2 separate regions of the Cricetulus griseus genome follow, and region 2 is linked to region 1. Evidence: chromatin contacts called from public Hi-C data. All regions are on one chromosome and are shown on one strand. Each heading gives the region's core, a stretch centred on a gene start, on an enhancer-like site or on the middle of the called end of the contact. The rest is flanking DNA. Distances are from core to core; before and after follow the strand shown.

What was found. A called contact is a pair of places that touch in the nucleus more often than the background predicts.
Region 2: a contact with region 1 is called in a Hi-C map of fibroblasts, with 1.9 times the contacts expected there. The contact joins the enhancer-like site here to the promoter of Pdlim1 in region 1. A contact is called at or near these places in 2 of 8 Hi-C or Micro-C datasets (the CHO-K1 cell line and fibroblasts).

The regions. Positions count from the first base shown.
Region 1 is chr3:21,315,939-21,320,312 of CriGri-PICRH-1.0, forward strand. Pdlim1 (PDZ and LIM domain protein 1) reads left to right here and starts at 1,932. Exons shown (of 7, transcript XM_027407402.2): 1 at 1,932-2,144. The coding sequence starts at 2,049.
Region 2 is chr3:21,352,948-21,357,026 of CriGri-PICRH-1.0, forward strand. Pdlim1 (PDZ and LIM domain protein 1) reads left to right here. Exons shown (of 7, transcript XM_027407402.2): 5 at 1,746-1,897. Among named protein-coding and RNA genes, the nearest start is that of Pdlim1, 37 kb to the left of the region's middle. Within about 2 kb of position 1,729, at least 1 of the 6 cell types and tissues checked has open chromatin away from gene starts, as enhancers often do. A contact at or near this core is called in fibroblasts, where this site is marked.

The DNA of each region.
Region 1 (4,374 bases), core at 682-3,181:
TGAAAAGAGTAACAGATCACTTGCCTTTAATTCCAGCACTAGAGGGCTATAAAAGATAGAGGCAGGGTCTTCAGTATTCGGTAGGGGGCATTCATTCTCCAGCCATGCTGAGAGGCAGCAGGATCAGCCCACTCAGCCTGAAGTTAGTGGTAAGAGCTAGTGACCCTCTGCTTTGCTTTTCTGTTCTTCAGCTTGAAGTTTGAACCCCAGTAGCAAGCAGTCTCTGGGTCATTTATTATTATTCATGTTACACCTTCCACCTTTTGTCTGAGCAGGGGTTTTCATTGGCCTAGAACTTCACCAAGCAGACCCGGGGCTCCAGGATCCCATCTCCCCCATCCATCCTGCAGTGGCTGGGATTTCAGACTGTCGTCACTGAGCTCAGCCTTTCACATGAATTCTGGGGATCAAACTCAGGTTCTCACACACTGAAGTCCAACACTACTGACAGAGTCATTGCCCTAATATAAAATAAACAGACTTTTTCAGTAATTGTTTGGCGTGTATACCTATTATACATACCTATATACTTGAGGTAAATTTGTTCTGGGTGAAAAGGAGTTGAAAATGGAAAAAGTTTGAGGAGATCTGATCTAGAAAACCGGGATGAAGTTGATTACTAAGAATGAACTAATCATTCCCGGACACAGGCCTTCGTGCTGGGAGAGAGGCCAGATGATCCTTTCATGTGTAAATCTGTATACAGAGCGCCACAGAAGGTTGGCCAGAATGGCAAGGACACAGGAGCTGTTCATTTTACAGATTCATTCAACCTGGGTCCAGCTTCCAGAATGAATGGGACCGAGAAGAACTGTGGTGTCCAGAGGGAGTCAGTGGTCTTGGAGTTGGCTAATCTATCAAGTGGTGGTTCTAGCCTGAGAACACAGCGACTAGCAGCTTGCCAGAAAAAAAAAAACAAAACAAAAAACAAAAACATTTCCAGTCTTGAAACTAGTGCTTAGGAATGTGGGTGGGACAAACAGATAAGTAAACTGTAGACTGGATAGTGACAGGAAGAAGGTTAAGGCAGGGGAAGACAGGCGTTTTAGAGAGGATGTTTAAATGGCTCTCAGAAACGATCTTAGTAAGAAGATGGTATCTGTACGAAAAAAAGCCTTGGCATGTCTGAAGGAAAAGGGTATTCTCGATGAAGGCCTGGTGGTGGCAAGGCTCTGAGTAGGAGGCCTGTGTGGCTAAGGTTGGAACGTGCTTCTGGGGTAGTTCACAGCAGAAAGGGTTAGGAAGCGTTCCAGGCATTGGTCCATCCAGCACATCAGGACTGAGCTGTTGGGAAGATCAGAACCTGCCTCCGTTTCCAACTCTAGCCGGGAGGAAAGGTTTCTAGGAAAGTCCTGGAGCCTAATTATAACCCCCTTCCCCGTTATAGACTTATTAGCATTTGGAAGACTTCCAGGGTAGCACAAGGAGCCTGGGAAGTGATTCTGTAGCAGCCCCTAATTGCTGTGTAGCCTTAGGGGTGTCTTTTATCGTCCGGTAGCCTCAATTACTTCATCTGTAAAATGAGACTAGAGAGCCTTCTCATAGCGTCACGAGAGATCGTTGAAGGTACCTCTTACACTTCCCTATAATGTCCAAAAAGCAAAAGTGAAAACGGCTGTGACTTCACTCAGCCCTTTTCGGCTTTTTGCAAAGCACACTGCGTGGGTTTGTAGGACCCACCGTGAGTAGGGACACGGTTCAGGTCTCACCCAGCCCGCACACCCGGCTGGGAGCCGCAGAGCGGCTGTGGGTAGCGCGGAGGCGACGCGGGAGGAGGTGCGGGGGTGCTGGGCGGAGCCGCAGAGCCCGACCGGGCGACCTGAGTCTGGCGAGGTACTGTGAACGCGTTGGGAGTGGAGGCTGAGACCGGGCGGGGCTGCAGCGACACGGTTGAGGGCGGATCTGTCCCCGCCCTCGCTCGCGTCCCCGCCCGCTCCAGGAGCTCCCAACCCGCGCGGCGCGCTCTTTCTCCGACAGCTGCTCTGGGAGCTCTGCGCGCCCTGCTGTTCCGTGCCTGGCCCGTCTGTCCCCTCTGATTGTGCCTAGCGATGACCACCCAGCAAATTGTCCTTCAGGGCCCGGGACCCTGGGGTTTCCGCCTCGTAGGCGGCAAGGACTTCGAGCAACCTCTCGCCATTTCCCGGGTAAGAGTGTCCTGGGACGCGCGTGGGAACCGGGCGCTTCGGTAGGGTGGCGGCGCTGCGCCCGGAGGGGAGTCGGGGAGGTTGGAGCCCGCGGCGACCGCGGCGGGGCACATCAAGGTGCGCTGTGCTCTGAGCGCTCTGTGCCATCCGCTGTCCCTTCCCCGCCACTTCGCTCCGGGGCAAGCGGGCTCCTTGCTTGCCGCGCCAAGGCCAAAGACAGTTTTCTTTCTGCGCCCCGGAAGCGTGGCATGGCACGCAGACGCTCTTTGTGCCCGGGCGTGTAGACTTGGAGCTCCGCAGACCCCGCGCGCTGGGAGTTAGCACGCCCTGTTCTTCACAGTGGAAGAGCTGGGGAGCGCTGATTGGAAGCAGCAGAAAGTCCTGGAAGGTGAATGGGAGTACAGAGGAGTTCCCTGGAAGGCGAGTGGGATTCTTTTAGCTAAGAACTGAAACAACTACTTTACACTCTGAAGGTCTGACCCCATAGCTGCTGGCTCTCAGCTCTGTAAAGCCTTTCACAGGAAACAGCGGAGTTGGGAAGTAACCCCAGATAAACCTTCAGTAGACTCGCTCTGCCTCAGGTGCTTAGATCACCTTTCTGTCCTCCAGGTTATCTGTGATAAGTTCATTTCCTCCTGGAAGAGTAGTTCCAACCCTGTGTGTGGTGGCGATGACTGAAAACCTCTTAGCTGGGCCTCATCTCCGGGAGGGCTGGTGGCCCATCACAGACTGCTAGACTTGTGATCCATAAATGAAATGTAACCCCCTGTGAGACTAGGGCTCAGCATTTGAAGGTCCACACTTTGGGTATGTGATCTGGGCCAAACAAGGTCTATTTCCCAGTGATAGTCAACGTTTTTTGCTCCTTCAGATAGAATGGGTGTGTGTGTGTGTGTGTGTGTGTGTGTGTGTGTGTGTGTGTGTGTGTGTCTTACTAAATATCTTCTGATTAAGGAGAGAGGGGGAAACTTCAGCAATGCTTGGTCTAGAGGGACCACATTCTATTCTTTGGTACGTTTGCTTGCTGAAGCTGACCTTAAACTTGGTTCCCCAGTTTTGGAAATACCCCTCTTTTCTTAGAGGGATTCTGGGATGGAAGTAGAAGCTAAAGATCCTAATGGGTCCTCTTGACGTAAGGCCATGCTTCCAGCCCCTGAAGGAGATGGATGGGAGTTGCAGAAGCACTCCTGGCTCCCCTTGGCCTTTCTGCCAGCCGCAGGGCCTGCAGCTCAGGCTTTCTTACAGGTGGGCCTGGCTCAGCAACCAGCTCTTTGACTATCCTACTCCAAATGAGCAGGCAGCCTGGTTTTCCCCTTGACCATGTCATCGTCCAGAGATTTCTTTGTTATTGGAGATATGAGATGCTTTCCCACCCTCCAGTCAAACTTCTCAAGTACGGGAACTGTGTCTTAGCCAACCTGACCTGTTAGACTAAGCCTGGCCCAGGACTGCACCTGACTGTTCCTAGTGTGTCCTTGCAGACAGAATGCAAATGCTTCCCTATGGAGGGCACTGCCTCTGCACATTTAGAGTTGGTTACCTCATAGGCCAGTTGTTCCCGCTCTTTGTGTCTATAATTAACCTGTCAGTCCTCTCCATTTCCAAGAAACCTTCTTTTTAAGCAGGGGAGGATACAGTGGCAGTCTGTTGGAAGGGTAGTCTTGGCTTGTCATTTGGCTGCTTCTAACACCACTGGGAAAATAGCACAATGGTCCATCCGGCACAGTGTAGAAATGAAGCTGGCATGGACTGGAAAACACACCGAATCCATTGCTTTGGACCTTCATGCATTAATTAATTTTACTCCTTTTTATTTTGAAATAGACTCTCATGTTGTATCTCAGGGTGATTTTGAACTCTGTATGTCGACAAGAACTTCTGATCTTCCTGCCTCCCACCTTCTGAGTGCTGGGATGTGTGGCACATAGCGCAGGGGATTGAACCCAGACGTCATGCATGCTAGGCAAGCACCCTACCAACTGAGCTACATCCCTAGTCCATACTCCACACTCATGGTGAATGAGCACATGCCAAATGCAAACTCCTCAGACCTGACAGGATACAGCTCTAGAGGGAAGCTAATCTTCATTATGCCTTTGGCAAGTGTTTTAATTGAAAAGTGAAAATGACTCAGAGACATTGTCATTGTGATACTGGCTATAATTTACTTGCCTCTTCACCTTATCACTGCCTCTGTTCACCTCTTGGGACTGAGAAAGTGATTGTCATT
Region 2 (4,079 bases), core at 479-2,978, 37 kb after region 1:
TTTTGAAAATGGAATGTGAACCAGTTGAACAATGGTGGGTGGGAAATGAGTGAACGAATGTAATTGCTGTAATTCCTTTGCTCCTGCCTGTGTCCTTTAGGGCTGTGGAGGCTGAGAGCTCATATCCCAGCAACTGCAGCTTGTGTATTTGTATGAGTAAATCTATCTGCGTGCATTGCGTGCATCAGTTACTGGTAATTCACCTGGCCCTTGTGCTTGTCTCCTTTTGGGCACAGTGTCCCTCAGGCCACTTCTACAAGTTATACAAGTGAGAGGGAAGAGTGCCTGTGGGCTCAGGAGGTGGGTCCCCCACAAGCCTACATAGTTTCCTTTCAGGGTGAGCTCACAGGATCAGGGAGAGCATAGCAAGGAGGAAGTGTCATCTGTGCTTACCTGATGCCCAGCTCCGAGCCTGGGCTATACACTGAGCTAGACTGAGGCATTTACAGAGAGCAAGGAAATCTGCTTGCTTACCTCCCAGGGGAAGTGAGAAATACAGAAACAAATGCGAGGGGAGTATGCAGTAGGAGAGTGAGTTAGAGGGCAGCAAGGGGTAGGGACAAGCAGAACTACCATAAGTCAATAAATCGCCTCCGAGGGGTGCACCCTGTGTGAAACAGGGTCCCTGGAAATACACGAGGGTAACAGGATAGGCAGGAGCAGTGAGAACAATGCCTGGCAGGAGGCTGGCAGCTTCAGTCACAGCTCTGCTGAGGAAAGGCCACGTCTTCAGGGCCTCGCTCCTTTATGTAAAGGAACATTTATTCCAAAGGAGTTGAACTTTCAAAACTGTAAGAATTTGGTTCTAAGTCAGGTGAGATTACATGGAGCTACATCGTGAAACTGTCTTGATTCATGGGTTGGAACTATGTCTCTGACTTCTGGCTGAAAATGAAACTGTTCCAAGGCTGAGCATGGCAGCAGAGGGACAGGTTACACATCTGATGGGTCTTGCTGATAGGCCACAGTGTGGCTTGGTCATTGGGGGAGCCGGAAATGTGAGGGCTCAGTAGAGTCTCCAACTGAAGGGTTACCTCCTTCCACCATCCTCCTGCTGCCAGGCAGCACAAGTCTTGGCCCAGTGAAAAACAGCCTCACAGTAGTGCCTGCCTTAGCTTGTCCTGGGGCCTGCGGAGTGACAGGAGGAAGGAGTGGGAGGCAAGGCCTGGCTTGCCTGGTCCCGGGGGTCTGAACCTTTACATAGCAAAGCATGTGAACTTTTCCTTCTGCTGCCTCCAGCTAGAGGCACAGAGGCCGAAGCTGCATTCTGAATGACGAAGGACGTCTGGAGGCATGACTAGCATTTTGACATGAGGAATGAAGAGATGAGGGTTCTGCTGGTTCAAGGAATGCATGTGCGCCCCCCCCCCCCCACCGCAAGGGGACCCAGCTGAACTTTAGTGGTCAGGTTGTGGTTGAAATTTTTCCTCTTCAAAATTTTCTCTTGACATAATGTTGATTATGTAATTTAAAAAGAAGGGAAGAATTCCCCATTCGTGGGAGTTAGCAAAAATGTAATTGAATTACAGAGACTATTTGGGAAAATAGCCTCTTACGGTATGAAAGTGGTAGCCAGTTTTGCCTACCAGGACCCCTTATAACATTGTCAAGAGGGCTGGAAGACATGGGAGAATCGATATCCATTCTTTCAGTCAGTGTGTGTTTGCTTGGAAGGGAGTGCCTGGTGAAGCTTTGAGCCTAACTTTTGACCCTTGCCCTAATGGATTTCCAAACATTCTTCTTAGCTCGGATCAGCCACATCCTTCAGGCAGCCTCATCATCGACAAGGAATCTGAAGTTTACAAGATGCTTCAGGAGAAGCAGGAGTTAAACGAGCCCCCCAAACAGTCCACCTCCTTCCTGCTTCTGCAGGAGATCCTGGAGTCAGATGGGAAAGGTAAGGGGCCCCATGGAGACTGTGTCACTGCTAGACATAGGTGAGCACAGCCCAGACTAGGTGGAGAGAGCACAGCTTGTTGTGGAAGGATGGGTCTCCCTGTGCAGCCTGGAGTTTGCCATCCTCGCCAGAGTCTTGGGTTATATGAGCACACACCACCACTTCTGCCTTGACATTGACTTTTTCTTTTTAATTGCAAAACATTTATTGAAAAGAGGAGCAGGGGAGAGGGAGAGAGGACTCAAATGCAGATCAGTTGTTGATTGCTGACGGTAGAACCCATGTAATCTGCATAGAGCTCTGGGTTCTATTTCTAGCACTTTGGGTAAAGGGTTACTACTGGGTTAGGAGTGGAATAGGAGTGTTGGTAGTAGGGGATGGGACAAGAGCGCCCCCCTCTGGATAATATTTTCTGGCTCAGTCTTTACTTGTTCCAGACCCCCTGAATGAGGATGTCAGTTTGGAGGTCTGGGCAGTTTATGGGGCCTCTGGCAGTGAATCAGTATTTATCTCTAGTATGTGACTGGATTTTGGGAGCCCTCTTCATGTTGAGGGATACTCTCCCAGCCTAGACACTCGAGGGAGGGTCTAGGCCCTGCTCCAAATGATATGACAGACTTTGAGGATCCCCTATGGAAGGCCTCAGCCTCCCTGAGGAGCAGAAAGGGGTTGGGATAGGGGTGGAAGGGCAGGGGAGGAGGGGTGGGAGAGGGAACTGGGATTGACATGCAAAAGAAGCTTGTTTCTAATTTAAAATTGGTCTAATCACAATTATAAAAATAAAAAAGGCCTATTTAATATTATTTTACAAGCATGGTTGCTTTGCCTGCATATAGTCTGTTCACTATCTACATGAAGCGCCTGCAGAGGCTAGAAGAAAGCTCTGGTTAAGAGCAGTTGTCAGTCACAGTTTAGGGCCGGAAACTGAACCCAGGTCCTCTGCAAGAACAACAATTGCTTTTAACTACTGAGCCATCTCTCTAGCCCTGGTTGTACAGTATTTTCAAATGTTTTATGCGTTTGTGTGTGTATGTGGGTGATTGCCGAGGCAAGAATGGCGTTGGAGCTCCTGGAATTAGAGTTACAGGGAGTCATTTTGAGTTGCCATATGGGTGCTGGGAACTGAACTTGGTCCTCTAAAAGAGTAGCTAGAGCTCTTAGGCACTGGGTCATATCTCCAGCCCCTATTTTATGTTGTTACAGATTTGTTGTCCAAAATGATGGTTTGATAATGGCATTTTCATTCAAGTATGTCACATACTTTGACCTTATTAACTTCTCCTACCCTTACATACATTAGTTAGTCATATGTACCATATTTTCTTTACCCAGCCATCTGTTAATGGACATTTAGGTTGACTCTATAAGTTGGTTATTGATTGTGCAGACTGTTACATGTTTACATGGATGACGAGGTGTCTGCTATGCTGACCTAGGTTCCTTAGGGTATATTTCCACAGTGGTATAGCTGGATCATATGTTCTATTTTTAATTTTTTGAGGAACCGCTGTACTGATGTACCTAGTGGCTGCCTCAGTTTCCATTCCCACAGCAGTATACAAGGGTGACTTCATACACCATATCCTTGCTAGCATTTGTTGCTGCTTGTTTTTATACAGACAGCCATTCTGAGAGGGGTAGGATGCAATCTCGGCACAGTTTAATTTTCATTTACCTGATGAGCAAGGATGCTGAGCACTGTCCTATTGACCGTCTGTACTTTGGCTCATTTATTGACTAGAAGATGGCGGGTTTTGTTTCTGGTGTTTAATATTTTGAGTTTATTGTATATTCTAGATAGCAATCTCTTGTGAACTTGTAGGCTTTATTTAAACATCTTTGTGCCTGGCCATCTGTTTCTTGCCACACATATATTAGAGAGCTAAGGTTGTGAGTGTGGCCTTTGTGAGAGTCTGTTGGTCTGTCCCTTGGCTGTTTTCATTCCCACACCTTGTTCCGAAGGTGACAGATGAGGAGGAGCATGTGGAGACCGCAGAAGGAAAATGAATCTGGGTGTCTTCCTTCCCCATGGGGCCCCCAGGTTTGCTCTTGCTTTGGGGCAGATGGCCTTTCATTATCATCATGGAGGCCCCAGGGTAGCCACATCCTCAACCCTAGGCTAGTTTCTGAACCATGCTCTAGGCTCAGAAATCACAAAGTGTGCAAAACAGCCATCGCTGTG